Linked DNA regions of Oryzias latipes: region 1 is linked to region 2. Evidence: chromatin contacts called from public Hi-C data. All regions are on one chromosome and are shown on one strand. The core of a region is the stretch at or near the end of the contact, and the rest is flanking DNA. Distances in the headings are between cores, read along the strand shown.

The links. A called contact is a pair of places that touch in the nucleus more often than the background predicts.
Region 1: a Hi-C map of embryo shows a contact between it and region 2, with 1.8 times the contacts expected there. The contact joins two enhancer-like sites. A contact is called at or near these places in 2 of 5 Hi-C or Micro-C datasets (embryo and fibroblasts).

What each region holds. Positions count from the first base shown.
Region 1 is chr9:17,624,960-17,628,179 of ASM223467v1, forward strand. The region is part of intron 2 of LOC110015628 (a long non-coding RNA gene); the gene reads right to left. Among protein-coding and RNA genes, the nearest start is that of LOC110015572, 45 kb to the left of the region's middle. Within about 2 kb of position 1,337, at least 1 of the 8 cell types and tissues checked has an H3K27ac peak or open chromatin away from gene starts, as enhancers often do. A contact at or near this core is called in embryo, where this site is marked.
Region 2 is chr9:17,537,253-17,540,678 of ASM223467v1, forward strand. No RefSeq gene overlaps it. Among protein-coding and RNA genes, the nearest start is that of LOC110015627, 4.5 kb to the right of the region's middle. Within about 2 kb of position 1,824, at least 2 of the 8 cell types and tissues checked have an H3K27ac peak or open chromatin away from gene starts, as enhancers often do. A contact at or near this core is called in embryo, where this site is marked.

The DNA of each region.
Region 1 (3,220 bases), core at 87-2,586, 87 kb after region 2:
AAACATATTTTTAATCAAACTCACTTGACTAGCAGAACTGGCTCTCATTTTATTTCTTTAAAAGCAGGAAGCGCATATGTTTTTACCGCACACTATTTCCGTGTTTTGGCAAAAAATTTAATTGTTAGAATTGTCAGTACAATTCTGTACATGCATGATAGGAATGACATTGTGATTACACTTGAAAAATATCCCATAAAATGACACATAAAAGAACAATATTTAGTTACAGAAGCAGCCCCTCTAGTGTATAAAAACAGGTAAACTTGATTGTACAGAAACGATCAATACTGTATGAGAACGTGATAAACAAACCATGAGCTCAACTGCCGGGTTACTTAAAGTCTCCAAAGTCCTAAGTAAAGAACTTTCCTCACTCGTATCCACAATAAAAAACAAATTAGCACAAATAAATTAGGTTTTATTTAAATTAGTAAATTAGCTTTACAAGTTCTCCCTCTTTTCTCAGAACCAATAGTCTTAAAGTACATTCAATTCAGCGCATTTTTACACATTTTACACTGGCTGTGGCTGCTGTACATGCTGTACCTGTTGTACATGTACAAAGAAAAACCTTAAAGACCTACTTTGAAGAAAATCCTGATTTTGGTGCAGTGATGTCGGAGCTACAATCAGCGGGCCACAAGCTCCCTGCTCCGCTCCATTTTGATTGATCCACTTGCAGACAAATAGATTAATGTACGTCTTTGTTTTCCTCATCTGAGCCTGCATCTGGCTCGAATTGAATAGATCCAATATTGCTCGCCATTTTTGTTGCATCTGTATTGTTGGTTTTAGGGGCTGTAAGCTAGCAGAAGAACACGAGAACAGATAGATGATGGGAAATAAGGACGGACTTCCTCCATGCCAATAAGTCCACCTTTAATGTAGAGGGTAATTTCTAATTCACTTCCTCTTCTGCAGAAACTATGTCCTAAAGAAAAAAGGTTTTTGAATTTTGGCTAAAAACTGCATAATCATAATTAAAGGACCACTGGGATTGCTTTTAAAATAGATCAAAGCATTGTCAGAGTAGGACTTTAACCCAAAAAAAACACTTGTGAGACTACAGCTTTAAAACAATCAGAAATAAAATAAAATACGAAAACTGAGAAAGCAAACTAAAATGTCTTTATCATCTCACTTTATTGATAATCTAATATATTAGTTTGGTCCATCTTTTACCCAATTTCCATAATCAAAGTTTACTGTAGCATGGGTTGTTAAAGTTTAACAGTGTAATCGTGACAACAGGCAAGTTCAGGACCTCTGAGTGACTCTGACGAACACATGCCTTCTGTGTTTTAGGAGAATCGAGGGAAGAAAAGAAGGAGGAGGGGGACGCCAAAAATGCTGCAGGGGAAAACAGTGATGGTGTACCACCAGCATTCTTTTACTTGGCAATGATAGCCAGTGAAGCAGAAAAGTGAATTACCCTGCTAGTCCAGCACTTCTTAATCTAATATCTTCAATGAGCGGTCTCAGCTCTGAATTGGAGCTCACTTTCGTGCTGTGTCACAAAACATTAGACACTGTTGCTCTGTTCATTTCTGCACAGTAATTCTGATACACCTCTTAGTTTTGGTGCCAGGGGACATCTCCCTGCCCTCCTTCTATTTTCAGTCTCCTATTGGAAGAATTATTATCCATTTATGGATATTTAGTTTACTTTTGTCAAAGCTCAGAGGGGTATGTGGTGGCTGATTGAATAAAAGGGTGTGCATTTCCATTTCTCATCCAGTTTAGCCTCATTTCTGCTTCCCTGTGAAGGAACTTATGCTCCAGGGTAATAAAAAAAAGTGTAAATAAAAGAAAATGGATATCATTGCTGGAGACTGCTGTTGTGTTCTGTGTTGATGTTTGAACAAGCCAGTCTTCCAGAGAGATCTGGCGAGTCAAAACAGTGGCAAAATGCCAGGAAATGCTAATGGCTTATTGATGGCGTAAAAGTAAAAACACATTTGGTCTTTAAACATAAGACGGAAAAAGCTGTATGAGTTCCACCTATCAGGACGTAGCTAGCTCATCCAGGAGATGCTTCCCTCACACAGGATCACTGTGTGTGGCAACTTTCTTGTTGCTGAGTGCAAAGTGTTGCTGCATGGTAGGACTTCATAACCTGACCCCCGTCCACCCCCGTCGTTTTCTTCATTGCGAGGCAATTGGCAGGCAAACAGCTGCTTGGTCTTAGCGGGCTGCATATCAATGGCTCTAATTAATTGGATTAATGGAGAGGGTTCTGGGATTTGGGGAGAGGCTAGAGGAAGCATTTCAGCGGAAACAGAATTGCCATCCCTGAGGGCAAGAGGGATCGTGATGGAGCTGTAAGGGGAGGTGTGTGGGGGGCACACAAGGCTGAATATGGATGAGGAAAAATTGAGTTAAAACAGAGGAGACTGCAGCATTCATTAGACCGCCCACCCTCTGAAGTAGCTGCTTAATATGCACGCTATTACTATGCAAATCAGCGATAATGAAACGCAGAGGATTTTTTTAATCAGAGGAAGAACAAGCAGATGTTGGGAGGGCTTGGAAAGAAGTGTTACCAGTTTTAATGTGTGTGTGAGTGAGAGAGAGAAACACACATTGTGTGAAAAAGTGAGTATGTACATACCAGACCTGCAAGGTGTTGAGTCTTAATTGAAAAGAAACAAAACAAGGAAATTTGGTCTTCAAAAGAGTTCCAGCTTCTTTGTTGAAAGTTTGCAAGTGAGCTGTCTGAGGCCTAACTGAGAGTGATTAGTCTTCTCCACAGGAAATGCATTAAGGAATCAGAATTAAGAACAGGTTTTATATTGGAGAGATTTGTGCATATACCTTGGGGAGAGATAAAGCTTGATGGACTCACACCGAACCCAATGCCTACGGTGATGCGGTAAATCCCCGCAGAAATCCTCCCCAACCGGAGAGTCAACATTTGGATGTACCAGCTGTGCTGGATGATCTGGACCTGCTACCAACAGAGTAGAGAAGATGGGTGTGTGGATGATCTATATGTTCATACGCATTACTTAGGGAATCTGAGCAAGGTGCTGTGTCTTTGTGTCATCACACACGCGTCAGGCAGTGAGTGTGTGACTGGATAAAGACTCCTGCAAAGAAAGCTTCTTCTTGTAAGTGGTTCCCCGTGGCTCTGTGCTCTCGCAATTTAATCAAGGCGTTTCTCCGCGGGCCTGTTACATTAAGCGTTCTCTCAGCACAAGTGGAGGAATCAGACAGA
Region 2 (3,426 bases), core at 574-3,073:
ACGAGATAGTGTGTCATCTCCTAAGAGAGAGGTACTTGACTGAAGTCACTGTGTAGAGAGTACAAAGCCTCTGCGATGGTCCATATTCATGAAGGTGTAGCTATTACTGACATATTTTCTTATGGGAACAAATCACCAGTGGAGTGCGAGGATGCCGGAGCCCCAAGTCTCTGAAGCTTTGTCATGTTCAGCGGATCTTAGACCAGCCTCTGTTGTGCCTGTCATCGGGGGAAGTTCTCATGAACAGGACAGTCTCTCGGCCTGTTCTTTTATGAGAGCCACTGGCTGGATGCAGCAGTACAGAGTGACAGAATGTTAGGTGTGTGATGAAGAACTTCAGAATAAAGCAAAAACTAAAAGTCTTTTGGGAAGCTTGGAAAGATTAGATCAATGTTAATATGTTCTGGTTGTTTACTCTGCGGCTTTTTATTTTTTTTTGCTCAGATCACTGTAAAATCGCAGAGAGGCACCTAAGAATGCGCAATATTGATTGAAGCTACGCATTTTTTCCTCTTTTTAGACACAGTTTGCACATTTCTTTTGCAGAAAATACCAACAAGCGGTCTAACAATTAATCAACTTAATCGATAAATCGATTTATATTTCTACAATCTAACCAGATTGATGGAAAAATGGCAGGTTCATTTTATTGTAACGTAAAAACGACCAAGTGCATCACAGCGGAAAACACACACGTGATGGCAGCAAAAATGGATTAATCGATCATTACAGTCCAATGTGTGCAAACACATGTGACCATACAGTATGGTAGAATGTTCTAATAATTTTCTATTTGTATTATTTTTGATGTCGAAAAACAACAGTGGGCTGAACTTTGGGAAACTAAAATTTTGAATGGATTTGCCCTTAATTCTTGCTTACTTGTTCTTTATACACATATTTAATTTGCACTTGATTATCTTGCAAGAAATGCAAGATAATCTGGAAAACTTCACCAGCATTATTCAGTAGCAGGTATTTATCTCTGAGTCACACTGGTTGAATTTTTGGCTGAAGATGTCCTCGGTCGATTTTAGGTCCGTCAATCGGATCGTTCAAGATGAACCCAAATGGACTATGAATCGGATCAGCAACTACAAGTTAGGATATGAATCGAATTGTTGCTAAAAGGAATTCTTACACCTCTACTACCAACACATGAACAAAAAGACAATTCTTCAAGTTGTTCAAAATCTTGACCATTCATGAAACACACCACCCTAGAAGGGAATGATGTGCAAAGGATCCACTGATTGCTCTGCATGTGTTTCTTGGTGCTGCTTCTCTCTCATGGCTAATGTTCTGCCTCCCGCAGGATGACAGTGAACACGTGACGTGGCATGCACACGAGGGAACCGAGGGTTAGCAACAAGTCGATAATAAAAACACAGTGGAGCACTGAAGGTTACAGGAGGTTGCTGAGTGCAGGCAGGCTGCTGAATGCACACGTACCTGTGTGCATTTGTGTGCTTGCATGACAGAGGCTTTACGTAGTGTGTTGCGAGCCGTTCCTCCTCTGCCTCATTAGTGCTGATTTACGCCACAGCTCAGTAAAAGAAAGGATGGACTCCCCCCTCCCCACGCCATTTACACATAAACATGCACACACTGCCCTGCAATCCTCTTTTTTTCTAGTCTTTTCTCCCCTTTCTTTTCTTATCTCTCTTCTCATTCTCCTGCCACGCACAGACAATGGGGCCCTGGAGAATACTGGCTTGTGCTGAATTATTCAAATCAGCAGTGGCAGCAAGCCGGAGAGCAAAGGAGAAAGAAGGAGAGCTGCAAAAAAAAAGTGAGAGTATCCAGGATGATGGGGGTGGTGGAGGGTGGTGGGAGAGAAACAGACAGAGACGGAGGAGTGTAGCAGAGGTGAAACTCGTTGTCTCTGCATGCAAATAGCCTCTTGCTCCTCTGCCCCCCCACCCCCCATTCTCTATGAGTCACCCCCCTGCCCTTCACTGCTTCATTAATACACATCTGTACCCCAGTTGTCCCCTCCACCTCCTTCTTCTTCTCTATCCTAGTGAGGAAGAAGAAACAGACGAGGAGGACGTGGGAGAGGAGGAGGTGATGGTGGTGGGGAGGGTGGGAGGCAAGTAGGAGCTCGACAGCAGCAGCACGCTTGTTGGCAGGGGGAGAATGTAATTAGCCAGCACCGGTACAAATGGAAAGGAAAAAAAAATGTAAGGAAGGAGAGAGGAGGAGAGTGGAAGAGGAAGACAAAAAAAAAGCAAAGCTCAAAAAACAAGGCTCCTGCCAGGATGAACTCCCCAGAGACAAGACCTGGACATGACGGTGTGTAGTCTGGGAACAAAGGAAAAAGGGAAGAACTGGGGGAAAGACGAGAGGCTGAAGAGTGGGCCTATGACAGCACCTGCAGAGATGGAGAATTTGATTATGTGGGTGTGTGCCGGCATGTCGGGATTACTGTCTTGTGATTGCACATGCCCGTCAGTAAAGCACGCTTTTAGTAAAAGATGCTAGATTCCTTGTTACCCAAATCTGATGATGTTTTTCTTATTTGCTTCCAATCCAGAATATTTTTCCCCAGCGTTATTAGAATATTCTTCTGTCAAAAGTAGCCCTCCAAGGCTGCCTGGTTATCTAAACACATCTCCATAATAAACTTTATTAAGGCTGCACAGCATGAACTGTTTATACAAAAACATGAAAAATATACAAAGCAAAAGTCTACACGCTCTGAACAAGAACAATAAAAGCACTATTAACATAAGTAACAATTAAATTTATGCTCACACATAAAATAGCTAAACTGTCTGCGCTGATGTTTATAATAATTAATAATGCTATAAAATCCCAGTCGAGGTAAAGCAGCAGATGGAATCTTGAGGTTGCAAAGGTGCAACTTTCCTCCATAATCTGACATAAAAGAGGCTCCTCGTTGTCTGGTGTCATCATTAACTGTCTTACTTAAGTGCACTCTAATGAAGAGACTCTGACCTGTCCCTGCTAATTTAGTAAGAGCCCCTAAATTCTGCAATTGTACTGTAGACTCTTAAAAAAAAGGAAGAGTGCATTGAGAATGAGTGTCTGTATTTGTTGGTGTGTGTGTGAGCGAAAGACGCAAAACTTGACCCTGCAGTCTTTTGCCAGCCTCATTAGTGGGAGGACTTGGTTCATTAAATGATGTGCGCGAGTGGTGTGGGCTAAACACAGATCACAGGCTGAGAGGCTTCCCATGTTTTGCTTCAATTAACTTGTTTTCTTTTCTCGCGTATTAGAAAATTGCTCTGGAAATGACATTTCTTCAGGAGTTTAGGCTCAGGGGATGGAATTACTTCATCAAAGAATAAATAAATAAATATGACATGGCAAATATTTTTCCCTGTATAGTACTTATAGTATGAAAAAAAGTTTTTTACCTAAAGAAATGAGGACTTTTCAATTCTGGAATGCTTGAACTGC